Regions from separate parts of the Ctenopharyngodon idella genome. Here region 2 is linked to region 1. Evidence: chromatin contacts called from public Hi-C data. All regions are on one chromosome and are shown on one strand. Each heading gives the region's core, a stretch centred on a gene start, on an enhancer-like site or on the middle of the called end of the contact. The rest is flanking DNA. Distances are from core to core; before and after follow the strand shown.

Region 1 (6,149 bases), core at 2,948-5,447:
GGGTGAAACTCTGCCAGCTTGGTTACCCAAGTAACCGCTTCATTAACATCCCACCGTTGATTGGCATCAATCATCTGACACATAAGATGTCTTGTAAAATTCCCTGCCAAATGCAGCCTTCTATTCATAGTTTGGACCAACTTAATATTCAAAATCTGATCTGGTTGAAATATCCAACTACTATTTTGCAAAGTATACACATTTGACTTTGAATCACCAGGGTTTTGTCTGGTCCAATCAACTTTCGGATGAGGCTGCATCTATGAATGTCATCCTGCAAATTAGCCCCGACCTTCACTTTAAATTTAGTCCATCCTTGGGCAAGAGCATCAGAGCAGAGCTATTCAAAGCAAAGGATCTTTGTTAAAGTCAGCGTATGGTTATAACAGAAACAGGAACAGCCGAAGAACAGACAAACCTGGGTAAGTTGCTGATCAGTGTAGCCCAGCCAGGCACAGGAAGTGGTGTAGGCAGGATAGCCTTCCCTTAACATCTGCTCCTCTGGAGTGGTTTAAAGTCACCATGAAATCAAGAGTGACAGTTCTTAATTTTTTATGGAATATTACAGTGCTTATTATAAATGATTTATCATAATTCATGCGCCTCAATCTTGAATCAAAACAACCCCCTTCCCCTCCCTGTTGCAGCGACATCTCTTGATGACTAGGGCAGGGCAACCTGTCACTCACATCCACCAATAGCAAACCACAACCATCCAATCAATTCCCCACGGACAAAATCAAGCCCCGCCCTACATTTGTTCTTGTTTGAGAAGCCATTTCACTAGGATATATTTCACAGTAGAGAGGAAAAGACTATCACAACTTCCATTTCATCCCGACTTTAAAGTTCAAAGATGTCCGCACACTGAAATTACAGCTCCTGACAGTAAAAACAGCTGCTTATATTTGCTTAAAAGTTTTTTTCCAGGATTCTTTAAAGAACAGAAAGTGCAAAAGAACAGCATTTATTTGAAAAATATATATATTTTAACAATTTAAAAGTTTTATTGTCATCTTTGATCTATGTCATGCATCCTTGCTGAATAAAACTAATCATTTATTCCAACAACAACAACAAATCTTACTGACCCCAAACTTTTGAAGTTTTGATAGTGCATGTATGTATTAAATGGCACTTTATGAAACACTGTTTATAACCTTTATGAACTGATCTCACCTCTAGTTTTCTGCCCCGTTTTGGATTTTACCAAAATATCTAAAAGAAAGAGAAAAGGAGTGTTATTCTGGAGTATAAGGAGTAATGCATTATATGAACAATAGCTGATTGAATGACAAAGGCGATACAGTTGTTGATGACCTCACCTAAAGCCTCCTGCTCCGTCAGAGCATCAGTGATATATCTGAAATCAATACAGCTGATCAACTTCGCAGGATCCTAGGAAGAGGATTCATTATCATATCATCATCATCATCATATTGCTTTGTTTTGCATTCAAATTGTGATCATTTAAGTGAATACTCACCATGTCAACAAGCAGCTTCCACAAGGGCTGCAAAACATTCATTTTGACCTTTAATGATTTTCTATATGCATTAATTCTTACAACATTCATGCAAATTATCGACATGTAAAAGAATCTTTTGTGTTGCTCACCTTTCCCTCCACTCGTGCCCATAAATCCCAGACAGCATTCAGAATGGCCGCCGTCGCCAGTTGAATTACTCCTTTTTCTGGTCCAATCTGTCAGTGAGATCATCTGTTCATTCAGCTGTACAAGAAGTCTTGAAGTACCTGCACTCAGAGTTGATACTCACCCATCTCATTTGACCATCACTGCTCAGGAGTCTGTAGAAGCCTCTGAAGTCACCGGTTATCTCCTCCAAAGTCTTTCCGACCACCAAAGTAGATAAGGCTTTAACTGCGCATACGACTAGAGATAAACAGGCACACACACACTGGTCTAGATTAGTATAACCTAGTCCAAAAAATCCAATTTCTTTCATAGTTTGGAATCCTAATGGGAAAACTACAAAAATCAGATATTTTATTGATACCAATAAGATAAAACGCTCTTGCAGAAAAATAATTTTACCATTTTTTAAGGATTTTACCCTTTCTGAAGTTCCTCACAATGTAACAGTTTTAGCTGGGAATACTTATTCCTAAACAAGTATGGTACTAATAAACTGATCAGCAGTGTTGGGGAAAGTTACAATTAAAAGTAATGTTACAGAATTGCGTTACTCCCTAAAAAAAAAAAAAAAGAGTCATCCGTTACATTACTTTTACATTAATTTTCTCACCTGGGTTTGGCTTGTTTGTTTGTTTGTTTTTTAATAGCAAAAAAACAAAAAGTTCTGTTTTTGTTCAAATTTAAAGACACTTTCACACCAAAAGTGAAATGAATAAGCTTCAGGCAAATTCACCCCTGTACAGTAGAGGGCGCCGCTCAAACAAACCTTTCAGCTGTGCTGCCATTCTGGATCACATGAGAATAGGATGCAGGAGAAGAAAGTCATTACTTGTTAATTGAGAAAAGTAATCTGATTACGTAAGTCATGAATTTTTAATTGCCTATAGCATGGACAAATATAATGCAGACGTAGTAGAGCACTAATATTGGCATTCTTGGTAAATATGAGCAAAACGGGTCTATCATTCAAAAAATATTCACAGAAATATAACCTTTAATTAAATTGGTAAAATAATTGTTAGACAAAAAATATTCTTATAAACCTACTAGAAATGTGTGCCACAATTTCTGGCACTTCATTTAATTCTTTGTGCAATCTTCCTTTGTCATGATAACATATCTAAGGGTACATTTACACGACAACGACGTACTAAAAACGGAAAAGTTTTTCCTTCGCATTTTTCGCATACAGACGACATCCAGGCAATCTCCGCTCACACGGATCCGCGAAAACGACTAAAAACACTGTATTCTGCTGCCAGACCAGTAGATGGCGATGTTACTTTGTAAAGAAACACAACACGCCTTTAGACTGAACGCATAATACGCATGTGCATGATGTTGCCGTTTTCACAAATTCACGTTTTTGTAGTTTACACTGAGACGATAATGGTATTGTTTTCAAAAGCGCGCACTTTAAAACCCGCTTTCAAAAGTTTGCGTTTTCAGGCCCCTAACGCCGTTGTCCTGTAAATGAAATTTTTCTTTAGTTTTTAGTTGAAAGCGGTGTCATGTAAAGGCCCTGAAGTCCTCTCCAAGACCTCATGTGTAATGAAGTTGGAAAACACATGGCAACAGATCCATTCCTGCATTCAAAATCTTTCCAGATCCTTAGATTCTGAAGTCCATGCTTGTGGACTCTCCTCTTTAGTTCATCGCACAGGTTTTCTATAGCATTTAATCAAGGGGACTGTGGTAAGCAAGGCTAAATCTTCATTCTTTGGTCAGTTAACCATTTTTGTGTTGATTTTCAGGTGAACTTTGGATCATTGTCCAACCACTGCCAAGTTAAAGCTTTCTAGCAGAGGCAGCCAGGTGTTTAATATGGTACTTGATGGAGTCCATGATGTATCCCGACAAGACAAACAGCCCCACACCACTATAATTCACAGATTATGAATGAAAAATCAAGATAACGAGCAAAGAATTTGTTTTTACAGCTGGTTTCTCTTATGTTTACCAAGAGAATTGGAAAAACAATATTCACTTTGATCCCATTATGAAGGAGTAAAAAAAAAAAAAAAGACACTTTTCACCAGAAGGTGTCAGGCTTGTATCTTTACTCAAATAATGGGACATTGCACTCGCACGCCATGGTCATATGACATTCAGTATTTGTATAATGGTTGGATTTTGGGAAGCTCACCGATTTCCGTCCCTCTTCCCACAGTAAAAGTCAACCCATAACCCTTCAGTGCAGCTTCCGTGTCCGTCTCAAGAACAACATATGCGACAGAGTAATCTGGATCGGTGTGCTGCGAATCAATCACATTCATTGCCAACTGTAATGCATTCATTGTTGTTTCTGCAACGAATGAAACTATTGATATAAACACCACAGAGAAGTAAATCGTAGGCAACGAACCATTGCGTCCGATCCATGTTGTTCTAGTGACGTCGGGAATCTCACGTCGCGCACTGACACATTTATTATTTTGCCTCCCAGCATTTTGTTTCAGTTATAAACTTTGCCTAGACACGGTAGTTACGAGCTGCTATAGTGTACACTTCAAACACACCGCCCCAAGAAAAATATGATTGGCCTTTTGACAGTATTTTCAGACCGTAGTAGAAATGTGATTGGAAGTTTTGGAATAACGTCACGAATGACAACAAACGTGATCATGTGATCGTCAGAAACGAAACTGTTGGTGGTGCATGTTTGGAGTCCTATAACAGGGTACATTGCTGAATACTGTTGTAGGCTATATTCTGTTCTGTTAATAATAATAATAGTCCTATAATAGGATGAATATTTATATTGGCGTGAGAAAGCCAACAAACCATAAAAAAAAAAAAAAAACTTATTTATGCCTATTTATTAAAGGTACAGTTCACCCAAAAATTTAAATTCTGTTATCATTCACTCACCCCTCAAGTTGTTCCAAACCTGTATGAATTTCTTTCTTCAGTTGAACACAAAATAAGATATTCTGAAGAATGTCAGTAACAGTTGACTTCCATAGTATGGAGGAAATAAAATACTTTGCTATAGAAGTCAACTTTCTGGTTAACATCAGGTTTGGAACAACTTCAGTAAATGATGACAGAATTTCATTTTTGGGTAAATTATCTCTTTAATATTATTATGACAAAAATTTCGGACTCTTAACTCCTCCTAGAGCTTTAAAACAAAACTCGGAAAAATCCCATTTCATTGACGGAATGTTTAAACGAGCCAAGACTGTTCGAACTCCAGTCAATCGATATACCTTCAAAATTGGTTTAAAACTACTTTAAACCTAAAGCCTTTAAACTTCAAGATTTTAAAACTGATGATGATTGTGAGGCTTCGGTTCGATCCCGAATCCATGGTGACTTGATGGATGAACGATCTATAGAGAGCTCGATCATGTGCAATTTAAAAAATACTAAACTTTTTTTTGCCAGGCTTTCTCAACAACATCAAAGTTTTTCTTGAACTCTTTTATCTGGTAAACAGACCTACCACTGAATAGGTTAATTAAGAAAATGTTTCTTGACATAAGCCACTGAAATTCTTCTCCCTTTATTAATGATCATGATTCGGTACTCGTTAAAAAATCCTTCAAGAACATGTTAATTTGCACAAACGCTGAATTGGTATTTAATTCAGTGTAGTGGGAAAATATAACTACAGACTACATAAAAATAAAACTAAACAAAACACTTGCATTTTGATCTTTCAGCTCTTTCTGGAGTCAGTCCTGCTTCAGACAGTTCCCTTCTACTTATCAGTGACTTTGTGATTAAATATTGCTGACATCATTAACTGATATTGGATACATGAAGTATCTAATAAATATAATATTAATTAGTAAATATTATTAGTAAATATAACAATATTATAGTTATCAAAATACGTTTAGACCACACTTTATAATATTTAAAGGGTTAGTTCACCCAAAAATGAAAATTCATTAATTACTCACCCTCATGTCGTTCTACACCTGTAAGACCTTCGTTCATCTTCAGAACACAAATTAAGATATTTTTGATGAAATACAAGCTGACTCCTCAATAGTCAGCAATTTAATGACCAATTTCAAGGTCCAGAAAGGTACTAAATACGTTGTTAAAACAGTCAGTGTGACTGCAGTGGTTCAACAATGTTATGAAGCGACGGGAATACTTTTTGTGCACAAAAACAAAACAAAAATAACGACTTTATTCAACAATCTCTTCTCATTCTCCTACGCTGTTGACGTTCAGCACTACCAGGTTCTACGTCCAAATGCCGGCTCGGTATTGGCCAAAGCTGATCACGTGACCAGCACGACGTATGCGTGTGATGCTGACGCAGGAGCCGGCGTTCTGACGTAGAACCTGGAAGTGCTGCACTGTGTTTACAATGTCAACAGCATAAGAGACTGACATGGAAGAGAAGAAATTGTTGAATAAAGTCATTATTTTTGTTTTGTTTATTCACACAAAAAGTATTCTCATCTCTTCACAACATTAAGGTTGAACCACTGCATTCACGTCGACTGTTTTAACGATGTCTTTAGTACCT
Region 2 (6,464 bases), core at 241-2,740, 170 kb after region 1:
TTGTCAGAACATCTAGTAAAATTTTAATTTAGTTGTCTATTCAGAATCATGGGAGAATCATGATCTCTATTTAAAACAAAATAAACGTAAATTTATCCATAATCATGCAGCCCAATCGTGAAGTAAATACTTATTTAAAATAAGTACCTACTGAAGAGTATGTGATTTCGGATGCAGCCCAAGAGCATAACGCCACATTTAACGAGAAAAAACAAAAGGTTACTCACTTCATGGACTGTATTAAGCCAAATCGGGTGAGCAGCAAATCACAGTATAACTCCAGGATCTCCATGGCCTCCACCAAATAATCTTCCCTGATGATGTGCTCGACTCTGATTCTCGCACGCTCATCTTTGCCCGCCGACAAGTAGTCTGCAATTTCCTTGCGGGCCTTCTGGGCTAATTCAGCTAATTCAAATCAAACAGATTCAATTAGACCTACTTAGCCCATCCAAAACTTCAAAATATGTGCAACTTGTAGACGACCAAACTTACTTTTCTTCTTCTCGAGAAGTTTGAGGCGGTTTATGACCAGCCTGAGATTGACACGGAGTCTCTCGGATTTGAACCCTCCACCAAGCATGATGGGGCTCTGTGGACACATATCAAGAACCAAACATCAGGTTAAAGCGTCAGAAAGGACTCAAACTGAAGGTCATAACAGTCTCTCACTGTTATTGAAGCTACTCAGTCATACAAAAAGATCTGTGTTTTAGATACGCCTCCTGTTTGGTGAGTGCCATCACTGCCATATCATGACAACAGTTAGCTATTAGAAACCTGATCATTTCAGATAAAAGTAGTCCCTTATGTTCAAAAAAGCATTAATAGTACTACGGTATCCGATCAAAATACCGTGGATCCGTTACATGTACTTTTGTACTGAATGAGTACTACAAAGAATACCAAGGCACATGTCCAAAAATATGATAATAATCTAACACTTTTTTGTTGGTTACACGCTTATCTGTTTAAAAAATACCGGCTTATTTGTTAATTCGATTCCCTTACATATCCCGACAGCTAACTCTGTTAGTATGAGTCACAACAGTCAGCCAAAACAAGATTATAAAGTGCGATAAAACAGAGCGATGGTCTATCTGTCAAACAGTCACTTGTTAATATTTACATGGATCGATCTGAGGCATCTATATTGATTACTTTAAAAGGCATAAATATTATTTAAAACCGTTTTCGAGTTGTTAGAAATCTGACTGTTCAAACCAGGAAGAGTCTCGAATAGCGGCTAGATGAGCTAATCCGGTAAACAAAACCAACAGACACATTAACAAATCATCATAAATGCCTAATAAACGGCACATAAGATATAACAAAAGCCATATTTACATGTGAATTCCTCTTCAGACGCTGGCAATAGCTCGGTTTCGTTGAACGATTGACGAACAGATCTGTTAGCATTCACTTCCGCATCGGACGTGACTTCATTCATGACGCTACACGTCACGTGGTCGCCAGTGGAAAATCGCTTATGATGGGGAAACCCCGTTACTAGGGTGGACAAATCACAGTTTTTAATTATGTCATGTTTATGATGTTACATGACTAGGTAGACTGTCAGGTTGGCAAGAAACGCTTTACTGGTCTCTACTCCAAAATAGGCCAAATAATGCCTGACTGAAAACATTTTATACTGTAGGGTTGTAAAGTCATTATGTATTATTCATACATACATACATACTTTTTATCTGTATCATTGTTCCTGCAAATATTCTAATGTACCATGACATAATAGTACCTACCTAATCCTGTTACTGTAATATGATTGGCTCAGTGAAAATATGTTCTTTCAGGCCTTATCTGTTAATTTGCTTATCTATTAAACTAGTAGAGAGGTGTAACATGGACGCCTCTCTTTCTCTCTCACGACTGCCATCTTTTGGAGAAAGTGAGAAGAGCAGCTGTCATTTACAGTCATGAAATCAAAACTGACAGTTCTTTTTTTTTTTTTTAATGAAATATTTCAGTGTTTGTTATAATTGATTTACATCATTATTATTTTTTTTAATTCAAAAGCCCTCATGATCTTTAACCCTCATGATTTCTGGTTACAGCCTGTATGGTCCGGGTCAAATTCACCCTGATTGGATTCAATACAATTCCCCAAAAATCACACTATGAAAAAACACACACAATCATGATTAACTTTTAATATCAATACTTTATTCACACACTACAAAGAATAAATATCTGAATTTATGATTTATTTTCAAGACCGCTCCTCCCCGCACCTGTACATTAATAGCAATAATATCTTAGTCTAAACCTAAAGTAATCTTGACAAACTATATATCGTTTGAAAGCTTTCTGACTCTAGTTTTCATATTTGGTGACTGATTCTCAAAAGAAATGACAGAGCAATAGATAAATAGCGATAGATTCTTCATTTGTGATGTGGTGCCAAACTATAAGACACGCACTGATTCTTTCTGTATGTTTTTTGTGTGTTTTAGGGATTGAATTCAAATCAGATATTAACATTACTGCCAAAACTACTTCTGAATAGGAAGTCTACTTCATATATATTTTGAAAAGTATGGAAAAATATGGTTCAGATCACTCAAACCATAAATGGAAACTGAAGAGTCCTTATATGGTCACCGGTGGAGTCTGGATGTCATCTAGTGGAGAAGTTTGGTACTGCGCACAAAACATCTTACTGAAAGTTGTTTTGTTTTTTTGAGATAACCTAAAATTCAGCACAGAACTTGTTCAGATATTTAACGATTATTATGATTTTCTTGAAGTTTTAGAGTTTTGTAAAATATATATTTTATATATTTTAAATTTTCATAAACCTTTTTTTTAAACTTTACTTTTACAACTTTTGTTACTTCTACAATAATCTGTGAAGTGTTGCCTTTACAAAGATACCAAACTTCAGTCTGATCAAGATTTTTAACAATTTAAGTTAGAAAAGTCATTTTCATATTTATGCTCAAAAAGTGGGACAGACAGTAAACAGGTAAAACAACTTTATATTTTCACAAACTTTGAAAATAAAAGGTTGTTAAACTCAGTAAGACACTGGCACTTCAGGACTAGAGCTGAGGAGTTCAGACATACAACACAGAAGTGTTTTGTATTTTGTGTCTGTAGTTGATTTTGAACAGCTGTCTATACGGGCCAAACTGACCCACGAACAGTACGAACGTATACAATTTCTGTATGCACATTTCACAACACATCAGCATGTTGAAATGCATGTTCATGACCCTAAATGAGAAAAAGTCACAAAATTTCAAGAAAAACAATGTAGGTTAAAAGTAATGGTAGCTAATTTTTACCATTTGTGGCTGACAAAATATTTTTTTGTATTGAAATAAGTGGTGGAAATCTCCTTTAGCTTCATAGGGTAGTAAAGAACTAAAATAACAAAATATAAGAAAAAAATGTTATTGTTTTGAGTTTGTACAGTTGCCTTAAAACATTAAAATATGTGGGTCAAATTGACCCGCGAACATCACGAACATAACCATAATAGCGTGTATGTCAAAACACATCAGCGTGTTGAAACTTTGCATGCATGTTCATGACCCTAAATGAGAAAAAGTCACAAAATTAAAAAACAACTGATGTTTCCAAAAACTCAATGTCAAAACTGGTCAAAATGACCCGCAACAGTACATGAGGGTTAATTTAATTAATTAAAAATTTTTTTTTAGTTTATTATTATTATTTTATTTATTTATTTGACGATTTTTACACTTTCTTTAGACTTTTCCACTTATAAGTCAACAAAAATGATTCATTCATCAATCAGACATCACTGGCTGTCGACAACATTTGTCCAATGGCTCTGATTGACATACTGGATTCAGGATCAAAAGTACAAGGAGTACTGTTTCAGATTGGTACAATAAACAGTTTATTTCCATTTCAAATAGGTCATAGAAATAATAATAATAAAAAAAAAACAGTGACAAAAACAGTTCCCTTGCTTTGCCAGGCTCGGTTCTGTTGTACTTCTGCTTGACACATGGAGAAAACAAAGAAACAACATCATGACACTGAGATGAAACCGTAGATAGACAGGAATGTGATGCGACAAAACTCCATGTAAGAAACAAATGAGACGAGTTACGGTTCCACAAAATCAAATCATCAAACACTTTCACATTCCAACATTCTGAACTTCTTCTAGTGATTCTGACATCATTGAGTGCTAATCGTTCCATCCGGAGGGAATAAACTATGATACTGAGCGGAGGTTTCAGCACCCCTCAGCGAATCACCAGTCAGTGAGGTTAAGGAAGTTTTTATGCGGATAGTTTTAGTCACAAGACTAGACTAACGAGAGGCATGAGATGCATCAGCTAAGTGGACAGGCGATGGGTCTCAAGTGACTATTAGTAGGTACATTTCTAAAGCTTAAACTTCATTTAAACGAGGAGGACAGACATGATGTTTAAGCATGTAAACTATGGACAGAGTCTCCCAGCAACATCTGTGCATAGAGTTTGGGTTCCCCAAAACAAAATACATAGTATAAAGTCACAAAAAACTGAACACTGCAACATTTTTGCACAAAGATGACGTCTTCCCTGGGAAAAGACGCAGTGACCAAAGTGGCCATGCTATGAGATGAGGACCCGTGTCTAAAACTGCCTCAGTGAAATGCTAGGACGAGTCCTCCTGGGCGTCTGGAGCAGTGCCGTTACTGGCCAGTAGGGGTGCTTGTGGCGAAATGGAGACCTTGAACGGCATGGCATCTTTGGCGAGCATCTTTTTGGTGGCGCTGACGAGACGGGAATAGTTATCCCGGTTGTACTCGGAGCTGTGAGGTTGTGTGCGCAGCAGGGGTGGGTTGTCCCGGTTCACGCGGGAGAGGAAGAGAGGAGGACGCCGCTGTCGCTCTCCGTCTTTCAGTGAGTCCGGCAGCGGTTTGTGTTTGCTCTCTGGCAGCAGCATGATGCACAGGACGGAGAGAACAGCGAAGGAGGCGAAGACCACGTGATGCAGGAAATAGCCTCCGTTATTCTGCAGCTCCATCAGAGACGACGCAGCCATTCCCACGCAGCCGGCGGCCATGATCAGACCCAGAGTCCCGCCACTGAGGGAGACACACAGTTAAAAACACAAATAACAATCGGTCTACTATTGGTCTACTATGGGTTAATGCTCAAGTGATATAGGGTTTTCTCTTTCATTTTGAAGGGGTCATGATAGGAGACATCAAAATGTCTTGTTTGGATATTGCGGGATGGCTGTATGGAAGCTTGTTTCTGCCATGAAATAAAAAATAATGAAGGTAATTGCGACTTTTTATCTCAGAATTGCATGATATAAACTCAAATGTGAGTTAAAGTCAGACTTGCGAGATATAAAGTCAGACTTGCGAGATATAAAGTCAGACTTGCGAGATATAAAGTCAGACTTGCGAGATATAAAGTCAGACTTGCGAGATATAAAGTCAGACTTGCGAGTTATAAAGTCAGACTTGCGAGATATAAAGTCAGACTTGCGAGTTTTAAAGTCAGACTTGCGAGTTTTAAAGTCAGACTTGCGAGTTTTAAAGTCAGACTTGCGAGTTTTAAAGTCAGACTTGCGAGTTTTAAAGTCAGACTTGCGAGTTTTAAAGTCAGAATTGCGAGATATAAAGTCAGAATTGCGAGATATAAAGTCAGAATTGCGAGTTTTAAAGTCAGAATTGCGTGATATAAAGTCAGAATTGCGAGATATAAAGTCAAAATTGCGAGTTTTAAAGTCAGAATTGCGAGATATAAAGTCAGAATTGTGAGATATAAAGTCAGAATTGCGAGTTTTAAAGTCAGAATTGCGAGTTATAAAGTCAGAATTGCGTGATATAAAGTCAGAATTGCGAGTTTTAAAGTCAGAATTGCGAGATATAAAGTCAGAATTGCGAGATATAAAGTCAGAATTGCGAGTTTTAAAGTCAGAATTGCGAGATATAAAGTCAGAATTGCGAGTTTTAAAGTCAGACTTGCGTGATATAAAGTCAGACTTGCGAGATATAAAGTCAGACTTGCGAGATATAAAGTCAGACTTGCGTGATATAAAGTCAGAATTGCGAGATATAAAGTCAGACTTGCGAGTTTTAAAGTCAGAATTGCGAGATATAAAGTCAGAATTGCGAGTTATAAAGTCAGAATTGCGAGATATAAAGTCAGAATTGCGTGATATAAAGTCAGAATTGCGAGATATAAAGTCAGAATTGCGAGATATAAAGTCAGAATTGCGAGTTTTAAAGTCAGAATTGCGAGATATAAAGTCAGAATTGCGAGTTTTAAAGTCAGAATTGCGTGATATATGAGTTTACTGAAGTGGCTGTTTATAATAAACCCACATTCGTGAGCAGAGAAATCAAGTATCTTACCTGACACTGATACTAGAATGATCAGTCTTTGTAGTTTCTGCGCTTTGGTTCTAACTATTAATTTTATAATTTTATTTTTTCATCAGATACCATCTATACTGAAGTGAAA

What was found. A called contact is a pair of places that touch in the nucleus more often than the background predicts.
Region 2: a contact with region 1 is called in a Hi-C map of muscle, with 5 times the contacts expected there. The contact joins the promoter of ist1 here to the promoter of enosf1 in region 1. A contact is called at or near these places in 2 of 2 Hi-C or Micro-C datasets (both in muscle).

Annotation. Positions count from the first base shown.
Region 1 is chr7:46,798,971-46,805,119 of HZGC01, forward strand. It overlaps enosf1 (enolase superfamily member 1), which reads right to left and starts at 4,198. Exons shown (of 15, transcript XM_051900982.1): 1 at 4,023-4,198; 2 at 3,804-3,912; 3 at 1,779-1,894; 4 at 1,618-1,704; 5 at 1,487-1,513; 6 at 1,326-1,398; 7 at 1,180-1,218; 8 at 419-501; 9 at 218-340; 10 at 1-74. The coding sequence starts at 4,106.
Region 2 is chr7:46,976,457-46,982,920 of HZGC01, forward strand. ist1 (IST1 factor associated with ESCRT-III) reads right to left here and starts at 1,491. Exons shown (of 10, transcript XM_051901131.1): 1 at 1,348-1,491; 2 at 496-592; 3 at 228-408. The coding sequence starts at 1,419. It overlaps slc22a31 (solute carrier family 22 member 31), which reads right to left. Exons shown (of 10, transcript XM_051901123.1): 10 at 3,863-5,071. The coding sequence ends at 4,639.